Regions from separate parts of the Sus scrofa genome. Here region 2 is linked to region 1. Evidence: chromatin contacts called from public HiChIP or PLAC-seq data. All regions are on one chromosome and are shown on one strand. The core of a region is the stretch at or near the end of the contact, and the rest is flanking DNA. Distances in the headings are between cores, read along the strand shown.

The links. HiChIP or PLAC-seq counts read pairs in DNA pulled down with a chosen protein or histone mark.
Region 2: an H3K27ac HiChIP or PLAC-seq map of alveolar macrophages shows a contact between it and region 1. The contact joins two enhancer-like sites. A contact is called at or near these places in 1 of 47 Hi-C or Micro-C datasets (skeletal muscle) and 1 of 2 datasets of contacts at active chromatin or transcription factors (alveolar macrophages).

What each region holds. Positions count from the first base shown.
Region 1 is chr2:144,553,717-144,560,936 of Sscrofa11.1, forward strand. The region is part of intron 11 of ARHGAP26 (rho GTPase-activating protein 26); the gene reads left to right. Among named protein-coding and RNA genes, the nearest start is that of ARHGAP26, 260 kb to the left of the region's middle. Within about 2 kb of position 2,790, at least 28 of the 83 cell types and tissues checked have an H3K27ac peak or open chromatin away from gene starts, as enhancers often do. A contact at or near this core is called in alveolar macrophages, where this site is marked.
Region 2 is chr2:145,015,224-145,022,443 of Sscrofa11.1, forward strand. No RefSeq gene overlaps it. Among named protein-coding and RNA genes, the nearest start is that of NR3C1, 89 kb to the left of the region's middle. Within about 2 kb of position 4,523, at least 3 of the 83 cell types and tissues checked have an H3K27ac peak or open chromatin away from gene starts, as enhancers often do. A contact at or near this core is called in alveolar macrophages, where this site is marked.

The DNA.
Region 1 (7,220 bases), core at 1,540-4,039:
ACTTAGGTCCGGAATGTAGGGAGAGCTCATAAAACTCAGTAATAAAAAGAATAACTCAAGGAAAAAATGGGCAAAAGACTCAAAGAGACACTTGGCGAAGGAAGACTAAGGTTGTCCAGTAGGCACAAGAAAAAGTGCCCAGCATCATTAGTCATCAGGGAAATGCAGCTGAGAACCGTAGGGAGAGACGTCGGGGTACCCAGAGGGGCTCAGATGAAGACCTACAGCAGCAGGGGTTGCCCAGTGCGTGGGGCACTGAGAACTCTCATACCTTCTTGGTGGGAGAGTAAAATGAACATTTGGGAAAAGAGCATGGCCGTTTCTCATTTCATTACAAATTTTTCAAAACAGCCTGTCCCATAATCCAGCAATTCTAGTCCTAGATATTTACACAAGAGAGATGAAAACACATGTCCCCAAAAAGTTGTACGCACAAACCTTCAGAGCAGCTTTCTTTATGATAGTGAAAGGGGGAGCAGCCTGGGTGTCTGTGACCAGGGGAATCGATACACAGTGATAGAGTCAAATAATGCAATAATATTACTCAGCCATAAAAAGGACCAAAGTTGGGAGTTCCCATGCGGCTCAGCGGAAACGCATCTGACTAGTATCCATGAGGATGCAGATTCGATCCCTGGCCTTGCTCAGTGAGTTCAGGATCCGGTGTTGCCATGAGCTGGGTGTGGTGTAGGTGGCAGCTGTAGCTCTGATTTGATCTCTGGCCTGGGAACTTCCATATGCTGCGAGTGCGGCCCTAAACCCCCCCACCCCCAAAAAAAGAGGACTGAAAGGATTCAGGCTGTAACCTGATGACTCTTGAAAATTTTATGCTGAGTGAGACAGGGCAGCCATGGGGAGTGTGCTCAGAACGAAGCCATTTGTAGGATATTCTAGAACAGGCGAGACCAATGGGAACAAACCAGGATGCAGCAGTGTGTATGCAGTGGAGGGTGCGTGTGTGCGTTTGGGGGTGAGATGCAAAGAGGCTGGGAGAGAACTGTCCAAAGTGACGGAAAAGTCTCTGCCTCGATGGGGGTTCAGGGCACATGCTTGTGTGGACCTGTCACCCCTCACGTAAGAATTGTGCTTTCTTGTAGGTAATCTCACCTTGAAAAGACTGATCAAGAAATACTGAACCATAGCAAATGATACACATACTGAAATCTCTAGATGAGAGGTCCTGACGTCACTGTGCGTCTCACTTGAGAATTTATCACAAACTGAGATGCACTGGCGGGTGATAGGCAGATGCCTAGAGATGTGAGCTATAAGGCAAACGGAACAGTCTGTTCACACCTGCAGCATGGAGGTGATGGATTTAAGGGCGCTCCCTGTCAGTTCTTTCTCTTCTCCTGTATGTTGGAATATTTTTCAGGAGTTCCCAGTGTGGCTCGGCAGGTTAAGAACCTGACAGAGTGTCCATGAGGATGTGCCTTTGATTCCTGACCTCGCTCCGTGGGTTAAGGATCTGGCGTTGCCACAGCTGTGGCATAGGTCGCAGAGGCGACTCAGATCTGGTGCAGATGTGACTGTGGGGTAGGCCTGCGGCTGCACCTCGACCCCTGGTGCTGGGACTTGCCTATGCTACAGGTGTGGCCTTAAGAAGAAAAAAGGAAGGAGGGAAGGAGGGAAAAAAGGAAAGAGGCAGTTTTTTCAACGTGAATGCTGGGTGGAGAGGGTGTCACTGTCGTTGTGGCTGGCCTGATCCCAGTCCCCAGTCGGTCTGCCCGTCTCCCCAGGAGTTGGAAGTGGACCACGCACTGCCTGTGATGGAGCGGTGAGGACCCTGAGAGGGAGGCGGGGTATAGCTTCCTGAAGACGAATGCATGATCCCCGGGGAGCCAAAGACCAAATGTTCCTTTTCCAAGGCCCCAGGCTTACCCTCGACCCCCATCACTGTGCAGGAAATCCTGTGGGGCCTTGATAAACCTCCTGGCTTTCACGCTGCGTGGAGACGAGGAGGGGCTCCACCTGAGAACTTCGAAGCTCTGTCGAACGAAAGAGTGCTGGCATCTGCCCTCCTGCTTGGCAGACCCCCTTCTGTTCCTTGGAGACTGTCGGGAAATACAGAGTTCCCTTGTGTCAGAGAGCAGGGGATCCCGTTGCAACAGCTTGGGGTGAGGACATCCAAGAGTGAATATTTCCCTGGCCCCTTGCTGCCTGTGCATGGGTCGGCATCAGGCTCATTCCTAGATTTAGGATAGAGCGAGCATTCCAGGGAGTCCCGCTTTGAGACGTCCATCTAGAAATGCATACTCTGACCTCGTCGTCGTGTGAGACAGGAAAAAGTCACCTGTGCCTGTGTCGGATAAACTTGCCTCTTGCCTCCCAAAGGGGCATTGTGGGCCTTGATGAGAGCAGCGTAAATGCCACTGAAGTCTTCCGGAGGATGGGACGGAGGCGCTGGACGTTGAGGGGGTGGTTTTTGTGCAGTGACTCACTCTCTGGCTGCCCTTCCCCTCGGGCAGGGCCCTGCTCTGGCAGCAGGACCTCACGTGCTTCTACCTCAGCATCACGTACAGTGGACCCAAGAATTGCTCATTTGCAGTTTTCCAAAGCACAGAAGAACAAGGCTCCTTCTTCTGCTGATGGAGCTGTGTCACTTTTTCCAAAGACATGGAGGTGGGGGGGGCGGGGGGAAGAGGGTGGAGGGGGCAGGGGTGGGAGCCCAGAAAGACCTCCTCTGTTGAAGATGGCCGTTTTTCTGTCTGAGCGCTGGGGAGGGAGTCTCTCCGCTCCCCCAAGGAAACCCTGCGCGGATGGGCTAGTGGGTTCACACCCTTTTGAACGTTACATCAGCTTGAAGCCGGGAAGTGTTACAGCCAGGAGAGTCCTCGCATTATGAGCTGGCACATCTTACAGGCACGTCGGCGCACACGCCCTCTGTGTCACTGCTGTGCGTGTGACATCGGGAGAGCTTGTGGTCCTTTCCATTGCCTTTAAATTTTCCTGAAACACTTGATGGACTTGAACATTACTTAGATTTTTTTTTTTTTAATTCCCCTCTTTGGCGTCCCGTTTCTGTTGACCTTGGCTGTGACTCTGATCTCGGGTTGAAAGCTAGGGAAGTTGCTTCTAGGGGTTTTCAGAATTTCTGAATATGAAATGCAAGGAAGTTGCATAATGTGGCAGAGTTTCCTCTTCTTGTTGCTTGCATGTTACCCAAAATACAGTAGTTCCTTCTAGAAGCTTAAAGGAATTTGGCAGGTCTCACCCTCGGATGGTCTATTGTGGCCTTGAGAGTCAGTGTTACCCTGATTTGAGGTCAACTTTTTTTTTCTTGAAGTCAAACAACAAAGCTTCCTGAATTATAACTATGGCAACAGTGTTTAGGTAACAGGCAAATCAAAGTCCTGTGGGGGCAGGGAGTAGCCACAACAGAGAGTGGTTTTAACTGTGCCATCGCCGTGCTTGGGCTTAATTCACCAGGCCTGGGGACACGTTCAAGTAATCAGCCTACCTGCTTGCTGGGTGTCTGGGGAACCGACCCTGTCCACGCTCCAGGAGGAGCTGTTTCACCTTTTCCCGAATATTCTTTCCGCTTCATTCGAGATGGCTCACGGCAGGGCAGTGAGTGCCAGCAACACTCCAAGTGGGAAGTGTCGCTGTAAGAATGAGCTGCTCGTCGGGGTCATTATGACCCGATTCTGACCCACGGAGGAACGCTCGGACAGAAGCAGGGCATCCTGGGTCTGAAGCCCCCTGTCCCTCAGTCAGGAGCGCCTCCTCAGACTGAGTGTGTACCCAGCAGGTGTAAGAGGCCGGTGGAGCCCCGCGGAAGCGAGACGCGGAACCGGCCGTCGGGGATTGACGTGGAAATTAGAGATCATGGAGAATGAAAAGCTCTATCCTGAAGTATTAAATTCTATAAAGTAGGCTGCAGAGCAGAGAGGGGGTCTGAGGGAGGTTGCAGCCATTAAGTAAGGTGGGAACTCGGGGACGGGGGGGTAAGGAGAGGAAATGACATCTTGGAGAGCTTTCAGACATGCTGAAGCGCTTTTGAAACCTCCTGGGACTCCCACCAAGTACTATCCCTGAGCACTGCTCTCCCCTAAGCAAACAGGAATGTGCCGGAACCTACTGAAGGCGCCCAGTGGCAAAGGCCATACCCCAGGCGCCCAGGGCCCGCAGCACCCTCCGTCTGGCACCCTTGCCTCAGCCAAGCCCCTTTCCCTTTGTTTGGAATCTGTCCAGCTCTGGTACAGGTGAGAGGACAGGCTCCCAACAATGAAGCCTCAAATGAAGCTGAATGTGTCACCCCCGGATGCCCTGGGCCCTTTTCTGGACGAAACAGGACTTTGTTCTGTGTGCGGGAAGGACAGTCTCTGCCTTAGCGGCCTCTGGGGAGCTCTTAGCTGGCGGTTCTTTTTATCCAGCTCAACTCTGCCTTCCTGGGACTCCACCCTGGCTTTGATCTCCTGCAGACTAGCAGGTCTCCCCCTTCGTCCACGTCCACGTGGCAGCCCTTTGAGTCTTTGAAGACCGACATTGCGGTGTCCTGAAGGCTTCTCTTCTCCAGCCGGAGCTGGGGTTTGGGGACACATGCATCGGGCAGGAGCAAAATGTCTGATGGGTGAGAGCAGAGACAGGATCCAGCAAGAGCGGGGAGAAGGCCAGTGTCAAGGTCAAATGAGAGGGCAGACCCTGACCTTGGGCAGTAGGAAGGGACATGGGTGAGAGGGGCAGGTTCCAGATCCACGGCAGTGCTAGAGCAGGTGGATCTTGGCCCCGGGTGGGTATGTGGGGTAGAAGGAAGGGCACACTCAGGGGTGACGTGAATGCGCTTTCTTCCAGCCTCTGCTTTGCCGCTTCTTTTTCTTTGTTCTTCGCTCTAGAGGGCCCTATGAAGCTTAACTAGGCTTTTCTCTCATGAACTTTTTTTTTTTTTTGTATTTGCCACAACTCTTGGCTGCAAGCAATAGGAACACAATCCTTTACAGGGATGGATATTGTTGGTTCATTCATGGGAAGAGCGGGGGTGACACAGACGCATTTAGGTTAAAGGCTTCAACATGCCATCAGAAGCCCCTCTCCCTGCATATCTGGGCTCCACCTTGGCCTGTTTTCAGGCTCTGCCTTTGCGATGGCAGAGTCAGCCACGGAACCTCTAGGCCTGTATCCTACTGTCCTAGCAAGACGGAAAGGCCTCATCCCCTAGTTGTGATAGAAAGTGTTAAAAGCCAGTCTCGTTGACTGCCTTTGGCCTGGGGCGAATCACATGCACCCTAGGATGCAAAGTCGGGATCCCCCAGGCAAACCTGAAGATGGAATTGGGCTCAGCCTCCCCAGCCCAAGCAGCATGGGCTTGGTGGTAGGGTGGCTCCCAAGGAAACAGGAACATGCATGCCGAGCAGAGGGAGTGGGAGCAGGCGTTCCGAGCCCTTGGCTGCCCCCGTGTTACTGAGGCATCATCCGGGAGGCAAATCTTTGACAGCCAGAGGCACAAAGCAGCAGGCTATGCTGGAACGAATGGAACAGAAAGTGTGTTTTTCTGTCCACCTTCATTGTCTTAGTCATGTTGAGCAGCAGGCAATTATTTCTGTTCACCAGCCTGCTGGCGTGATGGCCAGCAAGGCTTCCAGGGCCCCCAGAGACTGGCCAGTTGGCTTTGGGAGCGCAGTCGTCTGGTCACGTGTGCTGGGCCATTTTCCAGGAGATGGCTTTGTGTTGAGGTGCCTCTGTTGCCTGGAGGGGCCGGGGGAGGGTGTTGCTCAGCACCGTGAGCTGCAGTTACCCCTCTCTGGTGACCCATGGACTCTTAGTGACCTCATGGACTCTTAGCATCGCTTGCTGTCCATGGTCAGGTGTAGAGCTCACATTCCATGGTGAAAATACCCCAGAAAGTAAATGGCTGTGTGAGGGATTTTGGTAGCCTCGCGTTAAGCCGGATAAAGTAAATCTGCTTCATTCTGGCTCATGATTGGAGCTGAATTGCGTATTTCCCTTTTTCTCTAAGGTGGAGATTCCTAGAGAACCTGCCGCTTGTTTGGAAGCATGACACACGCTCACCCAGCAATGACACATCCGGCTTCCTTTTTCTGTCTGGCTGATGCTTCAGTGCGTTGTCCTCATTGCTTCATCATGGGGACTTTTAAAGAAAGTTTTCCATCGCTCTTGTTTCCTCTGCTCACAAAATGTCCATCCAAGTTGATGCGTATTGAGTGGCCTGCTCACTTGCAGTTACTAAACCTCTTTGCATGTAATTCTGCAGGGCAAGAACCAGGCCTTCATGTTTGTTCAGGAGTAAGTCACAGGGAAGAGCCATCAGATATATTTTTATTGGTTTCGCTTTCGAAAGACCTCCCTGAGACAGTAAATGCTGTACCGGGAGCCATGGGGTGGGCGAGCCCGAGGACGCATTGCCAGGTGAGAATTAGAAAAGCAGTAGTGGCCACCTGACATTGTTCCCTGGAGGAAGTCGCCTGGGCTGTGGTGATGAGAGGCATGTTTCTAATGCGAGAAGGAGGAACCAATGCACAGCTCCCAAGCTCTGGCCCTTTGAGTTAAGGCGCATCCTTATCTGCTCCAAGCTCTTCAGATTGGTTTTATCCCCACAGGCTTAAGACTCAAACAGTTCATTCTTTTTTTTTTTCTTTTTTCCTTCATTATGGTTTATTATAGGGTACTGAATATAGTTCCCTGTGCTACATAGTAAGTCCTTGTTGTGTCTCTATGTTATACATAATAGTTTGCATCTGCTAATCCCAAACTCCCATTTTATCCCTCCCCCACCCCCTTTCCCCTTTGGTAACCATAATTCTGTTCTCTATGTCTGTGAGTCTGTTTCTGTTTTATAAATAAGTTCCTTTGGATCGTATTTTAAATTCTACATGTAAGTGACAGCATATGGTGTGTTTCTTTCTCTGACTTGCTTCACTTAGTATGATAACCTTGAGGTCCATCTATGTGGCTGCAAATGGCATTGTTTCATTCTTTTTCCTGGCTGAGTAATATTCCATTGTATTTGCATACCATATCCTTATCTATTCCTCTGTTGATGGAAATTTAGGTCACTTCCATATTTTGGCTATTGTAGATAGTGCTGCTGTGAACCCTGAGGTGCGTGTATCTTTTCAAATGATGGTATTCAGTGATAGTATGTCCAGGAGTGGGATTGCTGGATCATACGGCAACTCTCTTTTTAGTTTTTTAAGGAATCTTCATACTGTTTTCCATGGTGGTTGTACCAGTTTACATTCCCACCATTAATGTAGGAGGGT
Region 2 (7,220 bases), core at 3,273-5,772, 460 kb after region 1:
CTTCCTCAAAAAAATTAAAAACAGAAGTACCATGTGACCCAGCAATCCTCCTTCTGTGTATATATCCAAGGGAAATAAAATATTATCTTAAAGAGATCTCTCCATCCCCTTGTTCATTTCAGCATTATTCAGTAGCTAAGATACAGAAACAATCTAACTGTCTAAGGGACGAATGGATAAAGAAAATTATATATATATATATATACACACATACACAATACATAGGTAACATATGTAGTGGAATATTGTCTTTCTATATATGTACACACACACACACACACACAATGGAATGGTGTTCAGTCAAATATGATCAATCACGCCATATGCAACAACTTGAAGGAAACTGAAGGACGTTATGCTGGACACAGAGAGGCAAATACTTATGACCTCACTTATGTGTGGAATCTAACAAGGTCAAATTCATAGAAATAGAGGAGAATGGGTAGTGGGAGACCATCAATGGGTGCAAACTTTCAGTCATAAAGTAGGTATGTTTTGGAGACCTAATATAAGCATGGTGACTACAGTTACAGTAATGCATTGTATACTTGGAATTTGCTAAGAGAATACACCCAAAGTGATTTAGTCATAGAGGGAAAAATGGTAACCACGTAAGGTGATGGATATGTTAATTGGCTTGCTTTTGGCAATATTTCACGATGTATATGTATATCAAAACATCATATTGTATACCTTAAAAAATAAAGTTTTTTCAAAATTTTTCAGTGCTTCTGTAGTGAACTGAAAAAAACTTCAGTCTGGGGATTCATACTTAAGTAAAATGTGTTTTGTCAGCTATTTTTTTTCTTCAAGGTTAACTTTAGAGTAATATCAGTAAGGGTATAGTTAGTTTCTACTACTCTTTGCAAACCAGTTATTTTTAACCAGTCAAAACGCTGGCACCAAGTGCCCTTAAGGCTGTAACTTTCCCTTCTGTGAAACATTCCCCCTCTCATCCCAAGTTCTGTTTTCCACATGTGTTGAAAGGTTCAAATAATTCAGAAACCCAGAAACTTCCTGCAACCTTTCCCAGCCTGTGTTGACTCAAGGGGAAGAGAGACAGAACCAGCTCTCATAAAGAAAGCACTCAGGGGCGGCCGTCTCCCTCAGGGTGCATCTCCTCTCCTAGCGCGCAGATCTGAAGAATCTACCAATGCGGTCCCTTTGCAGAAAATTTTTTTTCTGTGTTTGATTACTGATGCTTCTAGAATGAAAATAGTTTCTGTCATTCATTTGGCTCCCTGTTGACATAAAGCATGTTTCTCCTAATTGCACATTCAAGAATAGAGTGGGAGAGAGCCATTGTCTCCCATAACATCGGGTTTTTTTCAGAGAACAAAATTTACCCCAAATGAGCCATTTTCAACATCAGGGGGTTAGGAGAGCAATTGCCTTTTTCTACCTCACATGTGTCTTTCTTCCCTCTGATTGGTCGACAGTATTTTAAAGAGTACTTCCTGCGGTGGGGGTCAAGGTTTGGTGAGCAAAATCAACAAGATCCTGGCTCTGATGGAGGTTAGGGTCTATCACAGAAAGTGTAAAGACAGAAGAGTAATTTTTTTCTCTTTTCTTTATTGGCACATATTATAATTTGCCTTAAGTAAATAAGAGAATAAATAAGTATTTTTGTTTGGGGGCTTTGTAAGAACAGAATGGCCTCCATTTCAGTTTGGGCGAGCTGATATTGCACTCAGTTTGTCCATGGTTGTAGCAATAAATCTCTCACTTACCAAACCTCTTGCAAAAGTCATTTTATTGATCAGGAGGGCCTGCCTAACAGAAGGTAGATAGATGAATCTGCCCTTATCCTGATTCTTAGACCAAGAAGTCAAAGTTGAGTCCTATGGACTGATGGATAACGCATCCACATGGCTTATCTGTCACCGTATGCCAATGCACTGCCAATGCAATGCCTCCTGAACCCTTGCTAATAAAACAGAATTCAGCATAAATTAAATCCAGGAGAAAGAGATCATCGGTCTGTGTCTTTTGGAATTAAAGCACTTCAAAGTTCAAAAGTGACGACAGCCTATTGCAGCATTGGGTAAATTGCTAACATTTCAGTTAGGTTATTAAAATAACTCCAGTCTTTTATATCGAAGTGATAGAACTCAGTATTCATTTATTCATTCACTCACTCATTTATTCTTTCCCCAAGCACTTTTTAACCTGCCTATGATGGGCCAGACACTGCCGACAGAAACAAAAATAGTATTTGGTCCATAGCTTGAAGCATCTTACAAACTGGAAAGGGAGGAAAACACACAAGCAAAGCGTGAAATTCAGGTGTTAAGTGGGTGGGAACTGAAGCCTGTATAGTGGCCTGATGTGACGTCCAGGGAGGCCTCAGAGGGAAAACCAGGCTGAAACTGTAAGTGTTTTTCAAGGTGGAAGGAGGGGAACACTTGAGAAAGAGGGAGCAGCTTAGCAAGGCTCAGCAAACACTGTGCCTGGGAGATCAGTAGGGAGGGTAGGAGCGAGGAACCCATCAGGAGAAAGAGGCAGGCAGTAAAGAGGGTCCTGGAGCATATGTCTCTTGAAGACTTTCACAAGTTGTTGAAAGGACCTCTTAGAGAGCAGGACGTTTGTGAAAGTCAGTTGATTTTTTCCCCCTCTTTGCAAGAGCGTCAGGCTGTTTGGGTTCTGTTTGGTTTCCACTTGTACAAACTTTCTTCCATATCACACTGCAATCTCACTGCTGTAGTTACAGTATGTTTTTGAGTGTAACCTTTCCAAGAAGGTCAGAAGTGCTATCGCAGGCAGGAAAACTCACACAGTCCAGGAACTTAGTAGTACTGCCGGTCAGAGAGAAAATTCAGCATGGGACTGCTGAGCTGGCAGCATTCCTGGTGCTGAAATCAGTGCGAATTTGTTGAACTTTTTACAAAGAAATATAAAAAACATCAGAAATTACATAACGTGGCTCAGAGAACCATTTGCTCCTTTTGGGGGTGGGCCTCTCCTTTCTGCCCAGCGTGAAGAAATGTGCTCCTCAGAGTCGCACCCAGACTGGGCATCTCACCTTCCCGTGAGCCCTTCTCTCATGGTAGATTTCTCTACGTGAACATGAGCCCCTGTCTTGGTGAGTCAGATACACCTGATGGAGCCAGCCAGGCAGCCACTGCCAATCAGGAGCAGCAGAAACCTCCCCATCTCTTTTGTCTGAATGTGAGCCATGTATTAACAGTTTCTAGTATCTATGTGAGGACACCTCCTTTCAAAGAGACAGGGGAAATTAATGTCAATCATATATTTTATTTAACCCAATGTGTCCAAAAACTGTCATTTCAGGAGGAACTCAAAAGGAGAAATTATTCATGAGCTATCTTATGTGTATATTTTCATACTAAGACTTGGAACTCTAGCATGCATTTTTCTGTTGATAACACATCTTAATTCATGCATCTCAAGGGTTCAAAAACCACATGGAAACAGGAGCTCCTCTATTGGGCAGCTTGGGTCTCAGTTTTTCCTCGGGTCCCATAGGGGAAGCTGAGGGAATGAGCTCCAAAAGATCCTCTTCCTTTGGCTGCCACGCCCCTCCTGTGCTGGGGAGGGGTCCCAGTTGGGGTGAGACTAGAGCAAGGCCACTCTCACGCTGGCTCCTACAGAGCTTGTCTGAGGGCAGCGGGAACCGCCCTCTAAGAAGTGGGAATGTCTTTAAATAGGCAGTTGCCATAGCCTATCAATATTCTCACATATTTCCCATGGATGTTAGAGAGGAAAAGTGTGTGGCCAAAGTAAAAAACGTTCTCTTTTATTTTAGTTTTTAATTTATTTTGGGGGGTCTTTTTAGGGCTGCACCTGTGGTATATGGAGGGTCCCAGGTTATGGGTTGAATCAGAGTGGAAGCTGCCAGCCTACACCACAGCCACAGCAACATGGGATCTGAGCTGTGTTTACAACCTACACCACAGCTCACGGAAATGCCAGGTCATTAACCCACTAAGTGAGGCCAGGGATGGGATCTGTATATTCATGGATAATAATCAGATTCGTCTCTGCTGATCCATGACGGGAACTCTGGCTTTGCTTTCTTTCAAGAATAATTTCAAGTTGGGTATCATAAGAAAACTGCAAACAGAATACGGGTGTTGAGAGAAGATATTCAGAAAAGATCAGACGCTAGCATGTTAGAACTGGAAGGGACGCTCAGGTCGAGCTCACATGATTGGACACTGAGAGGCCCAGATTTCAAGAGGTCAAAAGCTGGGAAGAGATAATGCTGCATCTGAAACTTTGTTCTCCCAAATCCTTATCCTGAGACAGACCTCTTGTGGCCCCATATCATGAGGCCATAGGACATTGGGAAGGAAACATTATTGGAGAACTATGCACTGAATTTTAAGTCTGTGTCTACATATCATAAAGTGGAAACCTAGCCATCATCAGCTAAACTCATCTATGGGAACAAATAAATGAATTGTTAAGAAGAAATTTTTTTCTTTTGAGGGTAGGCGTAGAAGTGGGTATTGGCTTCCTCTTTCATAAGTGTTTGTTTTTATCCTAGTCAATCTACCAAGCAACAGTTACTTTGCTCAATACTGCAGAAGAAGAAAAACAAGAGAGAGAGATATACTAAGGAAGCAAAAGAAGGAACAAGGGCAAATATTTGGATATATGAGGTCAAATAAAATTATCTTGTGAAGATTGGGGTTGAATGACAGCCAGCTGCCCCTCCCACCTGTCTCATTTTGTTGGACTCTGCAATCTGGAGGGTTCCCTTCAACATCAAGAGTCCAGGGGTCTAGGATCTTTTGACCCTTCATTGCCTCCCAGAACTAGGGGGAAAACAGCTCTGGTTCTGAGTTCTGATTTTTAAAGAGAAAAAATGTAAGCAGAGGATTTAATTACCAGCCCTTGAACTGATTTATTTTCGGCAGCAACAACAAAGTCATACAAAGCAGTGACACAAGTCAAGTGATTACTCTTTAAATGTGGGCGATGAAGAGGAGAGAGAGAGAGAGAAGGGGGTGGGGTGGAGAGAGAGAGAAAAGCTCTGACTTCATGTGATGGCTTCAAGCCAGATTGCAAAGAAGGAATCTGTGAAATTCAAGGTCCTGGAGTCTACTATTTCTCTTTGCTATTATTTCTGAAACAAGACCTGGCCAAAATCGATTCAGGTTTACAAAGAATATGACTTTAATTTTCTATATAAAAGTGTCGGGAAGTCTGAGTTAGAAGAGGGGAAAAGACAGACGATGGTCACCCAAGCAGAAATTAAATGAATAAATTAAAAGAGGCAAAGGACATTTATATGACCAAAAACCCAAGTCCTGTGACAAAACCCATCTCCTGGCACAAATTCACAGGGATTATAAAAACACAAGCCAGCAATACAAGTGATGAGGTAATGACTCTCAAGATAAACTCTCCCTGGAGTGTTAGAAAATGAGTGCCAGATCAATCAAACAGCATTAATTTTATTTTGATGCAAATGTATCCTTAAAGCTTAGATTACATTTCATCCTAGAATATGTGATTTTTCATAAAAATTTAATTTTTATGCTTCTTTCTTAAAGTAACTGACATACACTTCTTGAAAAATAGGGAAGTTCTTGGGCAAATCATTTTGCCTAGCAATGATGTTATAGTGACTTTTTTGGTCCCACTGCCAGAATAGGTTTTCCATGAACCATAAATTCAATGTACCTCTAATTCAATCTCTATGAGACATCAAAAGAGTAACAAAGGAATGTGAAGAAGTGAGTTATAACACTTAGATGAGAGTTCCCTGCAAATACTCAAGTGGTTCACGATCTGGTGGGACTATCTTATTGCTCTTAAGCTTTTGGTATTTGATGGGACTTTAGTTTTTATTCTTTGAGAGTTTGCCCTTCCCTCCTGGTTGGCAGAAGCTTTTTCAGAAGTTTTGGGGGCCGCCCTGTGGGCCCGGTAGGCATCTGTCAGGATGGTCTATGGCTGTTTGTATGATAAGGCAGAAGTCCCCTTGACTCTCCCTCTACCAGGTACCTGCCAGTCCATCCTCTGGATGGACAAAGAGAAAAAAATTAGGTCTTGGCATTTCATTCAACCAAATTGTTGAGTGCCTCCTCTGTGACCAGGGCAGGCTAGATGCTTTGCCCACATGCTCTGTGTGGGGAGCTTACATCTGGAGATAAAACAGCTCTATTTCTCATCAATTTGTCTTGGACATATGATAACCTTAGTCCCTCTTAGGTATCAGAATTCATGGGCTGTCTGGTTTGGGCAGAGGTATTGTCTCTTGGTTAAGGCTTATTCTGAATGTCTGCCCCCAAATCAAAATTTATCTTCTTTCTGGCTCATTCTCTCCTGATTTTGCTCTCTAGTGATAAGAGCTAGACTGATCCATGACCTTCAAGACCTGGAAGGAATCTCATAGCTCATACTTTCCAATGTTCTCATCTTCAATAAGGGGGAATGGAGTTCTGAAATGTTCAGTTTGATAAACGTTTAATAAACATCTACCTGGGGCCAGGGAGCAGGCCAGGACCTGGGGTGGCATGTACAAATTAGACAAGATTTCTACCATGGTTTTTCTGCTGGAATAGTGTCACAAAAGGGTGATAAGAATACTCTAAGTGCAAAGACAGAGGTGTGTTCAGGGTATGATCATGCTTATGGAAGGACAGAGGGGAGGGCTTCTTAGAGATGATGTCTAGGTCAAGTTATCCAGGATGAGGTGGAATAAACAAGGTAAGAGTTGGGTGAAGAAAGGTGAAGGGCACTGCAGGGAAGCCACTAGCAAAGTCATGAATAGACTCAGTGTGGTGTGTGTGCGTGTGAGTGTGAACTACAGGGAACTCAGGGTGCTTGGAAGACAGTGTGAGGCCAAGGAAATTGAGGTTGAAAAGCAGGCAGAGGGTCTTACACGCCACTGAGGTGCTTTGGACTTGATCTTGCAGGCAATGGGGTTGGAACTGGAGATAGGAGAGGTCGGAGGCAATGAAGAATTCCAAGCTGAGGCATGATTAGATTTCCATTTTAGCCAGATCACCATGAGAATGCTGTGGAATGGATCTGGAGATAGACTGGAGGCAGGAGGACTAGTGATTCTAGAACCCTGGTCTCTTTCTTCTGAACTCAGGGTTCCACCTACTATACCACATGGCCTCCACAAGCTCAGCTGGAAGCAAATGCCCTGAGAAGGTCCGAAGTGCTTCTCTTGGTTTTCTGGACATCTGCTGTTTTTGCCTGATGGGCATCCATGCCTTTATCTGGTGGTAACGATATTTCGA